2 separate regions of the Mus musculus genome follow, and region 2 is linked to region 1. Evidence: chromatin contacts called from public Micro-C data. All regions are on one chromosome and are shown on one strand. The core of a region is the stretch at or near the end of the contact, and the rest is flanking DNA. Distances in the headings are between cores, read along the strand shown. Region 1 overlaps Prkg1 (protein kinase, cGMP-dependent, type I). Region 2 has its middle 89 kb from the start of A1cf.

Region 1 (5,279 bases), core at 436-2,935:
TGTGTGCTTCTCTGGCTTTGAAGTTTCAAAGGAAATGCTTACCATGTGGACTAGTCTTGCATCCCTAAGCCAACGGAAAATGTCACTTCAGCTGGATGTGTTTGTGGGTAGTGATTCAATGGATGATTCTCAATTTACTTCAACCTTCGAGATAAATCCTCCTTTTAAAGGTAATGAGGATGGGAAAGAAAGCTGGGAATCATCTTGGCTAGGCTCTTTGTTTATTAATGAATGAAAGGCTGAGGAGCCAGAGCCGCACAGCTATGTGAGGTGTGTTGCTGAGCCCCACACTAGACTCCAGGGACGTGCAGGTGAATAACAATAAGCTCTGTTCTCTGCACAGTGGTACAATGTGTGGACTATCATTGACTGTCCTTATGAAGCTAATCAATTTGAAAGATGAAAGGTCATTAGGAACCATAGTGACAGACATTCAGATGGATAGAGGAATAGACATGAGAGTATGTGTCGAATATTATACAAGGGAGTTGATTTAATTAGCTTAAAAAAACATAGAGATCTGATTACCAATTAAATAGACAAAATAGAGGTGAGGTCGCAAATCCATTTCCATTCCTAAAAGACAAATATGCCGGTATGAATGCCCATGCAAATAAGAAAGGCGTCATATGTGTGTGTGTGTATTATCTACCTTAATCATCCTCTGTCAGGAGATTTATTTTGTATTTTCTTATTCTAAGTAAGTATTAAAATGCAAGGTGGAAAACAGGCGGCAGACAAGAGTGAAGAAGCCTCTAGAAGGTCAGCCCCTGAGCTCCTTCTTCCCCTGTTCTCTATTTCCTGTTACTCTTACTAATCTCTTCCTGTCTTGCTTCAACTTGTGGTTGTTCTCTGGTTCGTTGGCCATGAGTGAAACCTCACTTGGCTCACGTGCATCTGTGTTCCTGTTTCATCGTTAGGCGCTATGGATTTCAAGATATTCTTGTGTGTTTCTCTATGGTTATTATAATATTATAACGAGGAATAAATGGATTTGTTGATCTATAATTTTTTCATAGGAAGTTAAGATGCAAAATAAAAGCAAATGGAAATGAGAGTTTGGGGGAGAGAGAGAGAGAGAGAGAGAGAGAGAGAGAGAGAGAGAGAATGTGAACATACAGCTATGTGTAATGTATCTATCTGAAAGGTAACCACATACCACATAGCCCACAGTCTTCCTCAGGAAATCCTGCTATTTGGGGAGATGTGGAGAACAGCAAAACCAAAAACTTGCCATTTAGTGTAAACAAAAATAAAATCATTCCAATTCTTCCAGACACACTGCTTAGAGTTGTTGCCACCACTGGTGTTCCCTCTGAGGTTGTCTTAAAGCAGAAATTGCCACATTATATACCATAGAGCCCTGTGGCTCAAACTACCACTCCACTATAATGCAAAACCCTGCACCCAACGGCAGCGTGAAACCGGAAGGGCACCAGTAGCAAATGCTAAATTCTCTTCTAGGTGTTGAGTAAACACTTTGCTACCAAAAGTATGAGTCTCCCCGCCCTCCGCCCCCCCCCCCCCCCCCCGCCCCGAGCGTTATCAGTGCCACCTGTGAGACTTCCTATCTACCCCCAGACTTTCAGCCTCAAAAGTTTTCATTTTACAAAGATTCTGGGGTGATTGATATGCACATTAAATTTTAAAGAATGCTGTCATACAGGAGACTTAATCATTCCCTCCTTCCTGAGGAGCCGGAGTGAGCAGTGCGAAGAATGTCTCAGATACCAGGTGGGAAAGAGTTAGACAGGCATAAAGAGAAAACAGTAAATAGATGGTGAGTGAGTGGATTTATGAGTTGGTGGAGTCTGTGGAGGAGACTGAAGATGAGGAGAGTTCCATCGGTGGGTAGGCAGAGCCCAGTAGATGCAGAGACAGCCACTAAGGACACCTGCACCATAGGAGGGGTCAGTAAATTGAAAATGGATGCTGGAACTAAATTTGAATAGCCTTCCATTTCCCATGCACCCTTAAAGTGCTTAAATTCACACTTTTGTTCCCTACTTTTTTGAAACTTGTAGAAGATTCTCATTAACTGGGGCAATTTTTAGAGCATCTTCACTCCTGTCAGCCTGAAGAAATCCCCAAGAGTCCATCGTATCCCTAGATCCAGCAGCTCATTTTGATGCAAAAGTTTAGCTCCTTAGAAAGCTGAATATATTAATGGTGTCACTAATTCCTGATGAAAGTATTTTTAAAAGAGATACCGAGATTTCTAGGATAGAGAGTGAGGAACTTAACAAGTGCTCTATTCCAAAGTCTGTCATGGTTGGCAGGAGCCCAGATATTTGGCTGAACTACCACATTGAGAATCTGGAAATTGCCTAACGGTAGATGACAGTTTGAGAGGCTTTTATTAAAAGTACTGACCCTTCAGTTGCAGCAGCAGGACCCTGTAGCATGTATCCCTGTGTTGGTCTCATCTTTTCCAGATACTATAAGGGGATTAATTCCATGGGGACACAGCATACCATGAAAGCCAGGATCTAGTTGCTAGAGAGGCCTGATTTGATTTGAAAAACGAAGTGCAAAACTCCCTTTGCCTCAGAACATTTTCAGACAGAACATCAATCTTGGTGACAAACAAAGCTAACACTGCAGCTATCTTGGCATTGTGGTCCTGGCTACAACGACCAAAGGAATGGCAGATTGGCCAAAATTACTAACAGGGAAATCTAGTGAGCAAGACAGCTCTAGGGTGTGCCTTGGGTAAAGTCTCATATATCCCTGTAGGACTAAAGTCTGTATACATATACAAATTTACACATATAGGTAGAAGCTATAGAGAGTCTCTGTTATCCATGCATCCTGGCTGAGCATGAATCTATATACCAAATGGAAAAGATACACAACAGCATCTAGAATATTTGTTAAGGTTGGGAGAAATGTAAACTGCCTGGACTTTGAATATGTTTCCTAGCCCTAAAGAGAGTCTCTGCAGAAGGTGCAAGCTTCATAGCCTATCATGTTTGGCTATAAATCCTGATCAATTACTTGACCATTAGACTATTCTTACATAGCAACAATGAGTAAAAAGGTAAATTGAATTTTGTAAAGACTAAATAGAACCATTTATATTTTAAGGAAGAAATCACTAAATTAACCAAAGAAAGCCACCAAAGAAATCATAGTCAACAACAGAACATACAAATGCAGTTTCTTCACTGAAAATCAGGACTGACTCTTGTTACATGATTTAACATTGCCACCCTTCATGGATCCAAAGAAAGGTCATGACACGTGTAAGGGAAAAAAATGTATGATCCACATGGAGGAGGAAAAGTTAAATGTTGATAGAACTCTTTCTAAGCATCCTCGATGTAAGTAAGACTTAACAAAAGAGTCTAAATAAAACAGTAGACCATCTGTGGTAGTGTAGGCATGGTATCTAACACTTGGGAGAGAAAGCTAGGCAAATGTTGAGTTTGAAGCCAGCCTAGCATGATGGCAAAACATAATCAAATAATTAAAAGAAAACAAATGTTAAAAGCACCACAATAAAGATGGCAGCAATAACTTGTCAAATATAAACTATAAAAGAAACGTGAAGTTATCAAAAGAAATAAGAATTACTGTATTTGAATTATATCATGATGTTTTCACTAAAAAATATCTCGGGAGTAGATTCAAGATGGCAGAAGGAAGAGTCGGTGAACATTAAAATAGATACAGATCACTCTTCCTGAAGAAGAGAATTAAAATGAAGATCAAATGAGTGGATCTTGAACACTTTCAGACTTCAGGGTACTTTGAAGCCTATACCAACTACTAAACAGAGTTGGGACCCCAGAAAAGAATGAGAAGAAAGAAGGGAGGTTAAAATTCCAATCATATAGTCAAATATAATAATTTTGATGTAATTAACTTAATTTACACATTTTCATTAGTCAGCTCTTTATTCCTATGGGGGAAAATACCTGAGAAAAGTATTCACAGGGAGGAAAGGCCTATTTGGACTCCCAGTTTCATGAGGGTACACCACACACACACACACACACACACACACACAGGGGGTGGGTCAGGAAAGGTGAAAGGACAAGACATCCCTTCCAGAGGCATGCTCTCAGTGATGGTTTTCTTTGCCTTCTACAATCCATTCAGTGGTGAACTCTTCAAAGGATGAATCCCTTAGTCAAGTTAGTGCCTTCCTGATCCATCACCTCTCAATAGCCCCACAAGCTGGAGCCCAACCTCTCAACACGTGAGCTTGTAATGGGCGTGAGGGGTACCCTAAATCCAGCCAAGAGCATTCAAGCCTCTTAACAAACTCCAAGTGTAACAGTACAAACTTTGTCATTTGCAGATGAGGTCCTGCCCCTAAGGGAGCCTCTTGCTATGTCTAAGGACTGGCTGGGGAGGGAGAAAGCCCCTCTGCCATATACATAACCACAGACTGCATCATAATGCAACCACAGAAAGTCAAAAGCAGCTAGTAGAGTTGCCACAATAAAAGAAGACAGTGACAACCACTGAGGGCCATAGGAGAGCCTAGATTCTGTATCTTCCTGACCACTGGTGTCATTGGACATCACTATGTCATTGTACATCACTATGTCATTGTACATCACTATGTACACTTCTACAAGCACTTTCACAACTCTTCAAGGAGAAACCCTAGAACGGAATCCCATTCTCCAATTCTGTTTGCATGTGGAAATGTTACCCCTTGTCAGACTCGACATGCATAGGAGTAAAGGAAAAATTTCAAATCCCTGCTGTTTGTCTTTAAATACTTATTAAAAGCATTATTACCCAGTAGATACATTCTGATGGCCAAGAATCATGTCATGGCAAGTATTAAATCATCCATATTTATATACACCACATATCCACTTTGTTTTAACAAAGTAATAGAATAAAATACCCAGAACAATTTTAAGATTCGGGTGTAATTGTCTCTTCGTGTTTTATTTTTAGATGAAGACATAAATCTTATTTAGTGGTATTTTACAACTAAGAAGTAAATAAAACACTTTAAAGATTTAGGAGCCAAACTTAGGGGTTCATGTAGGATATCAAGTTGAGCAGCAGAGTCCAACAGATGTTTACACACAGAGATAAAATGCACCTTGTGAATTCCTAACAAACTTCAAACACTCTTGCCTGACACAGAAACATAGCAGATGGCTCTGATGGCAGAAGCCACTGGAGTGGACAAGGCTCAAGTCACTTGCAGAGGCCATTTTATAGATACCTTTCCAACATCACAAGCTGAGGTAGTACTGGGACTGAAGGTGAGAGTCACATCCACAACTCAAAACATGGCTTTGTCTCTC
Region 2 (5,397 bases), core at 301-2,800, 440 kb before region 1:
GGAAGTGAAAAACCTAGAAGTTCTCCACTGCCCATCTTGATTCTCAGGCCCTCATGACAACCATGCCTTGTGACTATTTAGTTCCCATAAATCTTATGCCTCTGGCTTGCTGACTGAAAAACTTCCTTCTGGCCACTTTTAGTTGCTCTTGAGCCTTCAGCACCTCCAAGGCTTTGTTCTTTTTTTTTTTTCTTACACCTTCCCAGGCTTTAACATATAAGACTCAGACCAGAATTCAATTTGAAAATGTTTTTAGATGTATTCACGTGCTTGAGTGTTTTGCTTGCATGTGTTTATGTGTACCGTGCGCATGCCTGGTGCATGCAAAGGTCAGAAGAGTTTGTGAGATCACCTAGAAGTAAAGTTATTGATTGTCGTGAGCCATTGTGTGAGTTCTGGGAACCAAACTCTGGTCTTCTACAAGAGCAACAGGTGCTCTCAATCATGGAATCATGGAGCCATCAACTCTTGAATGGACCAACCCAAAGCCCTTGAGGACTGAAGCAGGAGATGAGCTGCCCTGGAAAATACCATAGTCCATTCCGTCCACACCTTTGGACTACAGAGGTTTTGTTACTGATGAATCCTTTGTGGACCTGATACTTTCCCCGCATTAGAATGATGGCTTGTCGACAAGACCCGAGGATCTACTTTAACAACCAAAACCTCTCATTTGCCCCGGTTGACTAGGCTCTTCTAGACTGGAGTGAACCTCAGCTTTAGTTAGAGCTATGCTCCCTGCCGAGAGCTCTCCTCATTTGACATCTGAGCATGGCTAGATGCTAACTGCCCTTAGGGTACAATTCATATTCCCCATTCTTGGGACACAATGGTAATTACTTAAAATAATAGTATTTAATACTTACTGATGGGAGATTATTTGAAGACATTCACTGGCTTGTTGAACCATTAGTGAAATTCTGCAAGCAGAGATGGCTGTTCCAGCACGTGACCTATCACACATTTGCTTCTCTACTTCCATTCTCAACCTTTTATCAGCCACCATCAGCCTCGGTAGGCTGACTCACAAGAATTGTCAAGAGGGCTTCCTTCCCTATGGCTTATGAAGGTTTGCCTGTTGGCCATACCTAACCGGAGATCAGGGTGAGAAAATATACAGGGATGGGAACTGAGTAAAGCCTTTCCCAACCCTTCATTGTGCTTTGCTTGGTCTAGACTAGGACCCTCTTAAGTTCCCTACTATCCCCATCACTTAAGGGGTGGTAATAGTGGGCTTTTGTGGGCTCAGTGTCTATCACTGTGTGTGCTGTCTCCCTTGCACTAAGTCCATCCTTTGTGAATAATCAGTTGGTTAAACCCTGATCTAGCTATACTATTTTGAGAAGCCATCCTTATCTCTCTCCCCCTTGCACTAAGTCCATCCTTTGTGAATAATCAGTTGGTTAAACCCTGATCTAACTATACTATTTTGAGAAGCCATCCTTATCTCTCTGGCAGCCTGAAAGCCAACTGTGTTACAGAAGTCCAATGAGGATAAACAAGTTGCCCAAGACCAGACTGCTATGATGCTGATAAGCAGATCTGTTTCTAAGCCTGTTGCCTTCACTAACGTTGTACACACACAGGAAAGAACACGTGGGAGGTGCAGTACTTGATGGGTAAGAACATTGCTATTGCAGTCACAGAGGTCTGGGCTTCAAAAACTGACTCCCTAACCTAGCTAAAGAATACCCTGGAGAAAGTTACAGCTCCTCCTAAAGATTCACTTCCTAAGTCTGTGAAATGGAGACGCCACCTCTCTTAGGATGATTATAAAGTTAAATTTGATAACCCAATTTACATTTATTGCTAGCAAATATCTAGCATACAACAAACACTGAAGAATTATGAAAGATATATTAAAGGTATGTTTTAGAAGTTTGAGAGAACACAAGAGTTTCACATGTAGAAGTCAAGCCTCAGACGCACAAGTCACAGCTTATATCACATGTATCACATTTGCTTCTATGGCTCTGTCCAAGCCAATGGGAAAGGGCAATGAAGCATGGATATGGGAAGGGAATAATTATGGAACCTTCTGCAAATGGTCTACCATAAGAACTTTCCTCAAGATGCTTATAATAGTAAAAGAAGAAAAATAATAGACTACTGGGTGTGTTAGGACAGGGATCTCTTTAGAGCAACTCTCTCTCTCTCTCCCTCTCTCCCTCTCTCCCTCTCTCTCTCTCTCTCTCTCTCTCTCTCTCTCTCTCTCTCTCTCTCTCTCTCTCTCTCTCATATTCTACATTCATTTTCCTGCTCAGGTTCTGACCACTGCATTGCATATACCATATCTCCCCAGATAGTGTGGTCTGAGAGAACAAACCGCAGCCAGCAGTCTTTGTCATAAGCCTTCTTGTTGGCTGTTAGTTCTTGTGATAACTACTGCTTTTCTCAGTGGCCTGTCTTGCTGTTCATGTAGAGTTACACAGGAAGAGGGAAGGAAGGGAAAGAAAGTATGTTGGTTTTTGAACATCTTTAGCTACTCTCTTAAAAACAGGCTATATTCTCAGGAAGGAAAATTATGCATCACTGTATTTACATATCAGCTTCATGGTTTGAACGACAATTGTTTAAATGTTGTCAAGAAATGAAAGTAGCTTTGAGCTCTGCAAAGAGATGAGCAATGCAAAGTAAATAATGTGTACCTTTTATGATGCAAATATTCCAAGTGTCAATCTAATTTATTATTAAGTTTGTCACAACAAGGCATGCCTGTACTTGCTTCCCATTATCAAAATTACTGATGAATTTAGAATATTTAAACATAGTACAGAGGACCAGCGATATAGCTACACTGGTACTGTGCTTGCCTTGCAGGTATGAGGCCTTTCTTTTTGTTCCAAGCACCATACAAAGTTGGGCATGGTGGCACAAGTCTGTAATATCAGCATTCAGTGGCAGAAGGGTCAAAAATTTGAGGTCATCATTAGCTACACAGTGAGTTTGAGTTTGAGGCAAGAGTGGGATACATCAAACAGACCCCATCTTAAATTTAAAAGTATATAAATGAATAAATGTGTATACTACAAAAAAATTCTCTACTGTCCAGTTGAAACACAAAAGGAAAAGCTTTTGAGTTACTCTTTCTCTGGAGGCTTCTATCTTCATACATCAATATTATTGTCCAGTGTTCATTATGGGATGAAACAAAATAGGAATGGCTTCAATTTATTAGTTGTATCAGTTATTTAATGCTCTTATATGACATATCATATATGATAATATCGTATGAGTAAACTAGTATTTTACTTAGGCATAGCAACTTAAAACATTGGCTGTATTTTAAATTATGAATATTCAGCCTCTGGGGACATGGCCAATTAGTTTCTGCTGTATAACAAACCACTCCCAAACCAAATGGCTTAAAACAACAGCCATTATGTTTATAATTCTGTGGGTCATCAACTTGAGCTCAGATTTCCTGGCCTGTATCTTAGTTCCCAGTGGCATAGACGGGGTTCACGCACATATTTTCAGCCACCGAGGGGCTGGTGATCTCACTCTCATGTCTGGTGGCTGGCTGCCTGTTGGCAAAGACAACAGAGATAACTGGGTCATGTCCCACTTATCATCCCACAGGCCACCATGGCCTGGTGCCCTACAGAGTGATCACAGTTTCTTTATGGCAGTGAAAAATGATTGGGTCTCAGATACGTGAACATTTTTAAAAGCTCAGCTCTTTCACATTTGCTAATGTTTCATTGACCATAGTCAGCATCAGGGAAAATTTTTCCAAAGCATGGCCATGAGAAAGAAGTTATACTAGATATTTTATAATTGATCACAGGGACACATTTCTAAAATGGTAGTGTATGGTTGTAAAAGAGTATGCCTATGTGCATGCAATGTTCCTGAAAAGGCTTACTATGATAATTCTACTTAGAAGCTGAGTGGGCATGGTAGCATACACTTATTACCTCAGTACTTGGGAGGCTAAGATGAGAGTCTGAAACAATTTAAGTCTGGCCTGACTTGTACGGTGATTCCCTGATCAGAGGAGATACTACTTGAGGAGGAGGAGGAAGAAGAGGAGGAAAAGGAAGGAAGAAGGGGGAGAAGGCAGAGGAGGAGGAGGGGGAGGAGAAAGAGGAAGAGGAAGAAGAAGAGAAGAGGAGGAAGAGAAGGAAGGAAGAGGACAAGGAGAAAGGTGGAAGAGGAGAAAGTGAAAAAATCCACTTAGAAAATATATGGACCATTGCATACACTAGCAAGATTTTGCTGAAAGGACCCAGATATAGCTGTCTCTTGTGAGACTATGCCAGGGCCTAGCAAACACAGAAGTGGATGCTCACAGTCAGCTATTGGATGGATCACAGGGCCCCCAATGGAGGAGCTAGAGAAAGTACCCAAGGAGCTAAAGGGGTCTGCAACCCTATAGGTGGAACAACAATATGAACTAACCAGTACCCCTCAGAGCATATATATCAGAAGATGGCCTTGTCGGCCATCATTGGAAAGAGAGGCCCATTGGTCTTGCAAACTTTATATGCCTCAGTACAGGGGAACGCCAAGGCCAAGAAGTGGGAGTGGGTGGGTAGGGGAGTGGGGGGGAGGGTATGGGGGACTTTTGGGATAGCATTGGAAATGTAAATGAAGAAAATACCTAATAAAAAATTTTAAAAAAGAAAATATATGGAAAAATTCAATGTTACTTCAATTAAATATCATGTTCAATAACTACTTTGATATTATCATTACTCCTAAAATTTAATTTTCATAATGGCTGAATAATAAAGGTACTACTTCCATTCCTTCTTACATGAAGAAATGGAAACTCAAGGAAGACACGGATCTCCTCTATATTATAATAGCTGAGTTGTGATACATTTAGGGAGCACTAAGGATGTTATATGTATTTATTAACAGAATTGATTAATGACATAGGATTATACCAATGTTGTAATATTATTTAATAATGAGAACAGGAAGTTACTTTATTTTAAAAGTCAAGACATCTATTGTAATAAAACTAAAAACTCACTAATGTTAGATTTCCCATCATAAACATCTCTGTAATTGATTCTATATTTTACTTCAACTGGAATTGGTTGCAAATGCGATATAAACTCTAGTTTTCAGAGAAGTCGTATAATTTTACTCACTACTAAATAAATCAAAACTTTTAAGCACCGTCCATTAAGCTATGTCATTAAATCTGAAAATACATTACCAAATGTACTAAACGACTGGCTAAACTCTTCTTTTTCTTTGAGGACTATAAGTTGAAATCTTAATCAAGTCTCTATGGAGGTCAGTATTTATTTTGACTTAAAGCAAATGAATTTATTTAAAAGAGAAAAGTCAAATTATATACTGAATGTGTAGCACTTCTACAACAGTCATGTTAAGATTAAAAAAAAAACTGAAAATCCTGTGTAAGATGAATCTTTAAAG

What was found. A called contact is a pair of places that touch in the nucleus more often than the background predicts.
Region 2: a Micro-C map of the G1E-ER4 cell line shows a contact between it and region 1, with 5 times the contacts expected there. A contact is called at or near these places in 2 of 484 Hi-C or Micro-C datasets (both in the G1E-ER4 cell line) and 1 of 130 datasets of targeted methods (the G1E-ER4 cell line).

What each region holds. Positions count from the first base shown.
Region 1 is chr19:31,333,592-31,338,870 of GRCm38.p6, reverse strand. All of the region lies in intron 2 of Prkg1 (protein kinase, cGMP-dependent, type I), which reads left to right. Among named protein-coding and RNA genes, the nearest start is that of 8430431K14Rik, 120 kb to the right of the region's middle.
Region 2 is chr19:31,777,379-31,782,775 of GRCm38.p6, reverse strand. No RefSeq gene overlaps it. Among named protein-coding and RNA genes, the nearest start is that of A1cf, 89 kb to the left of the region's middle.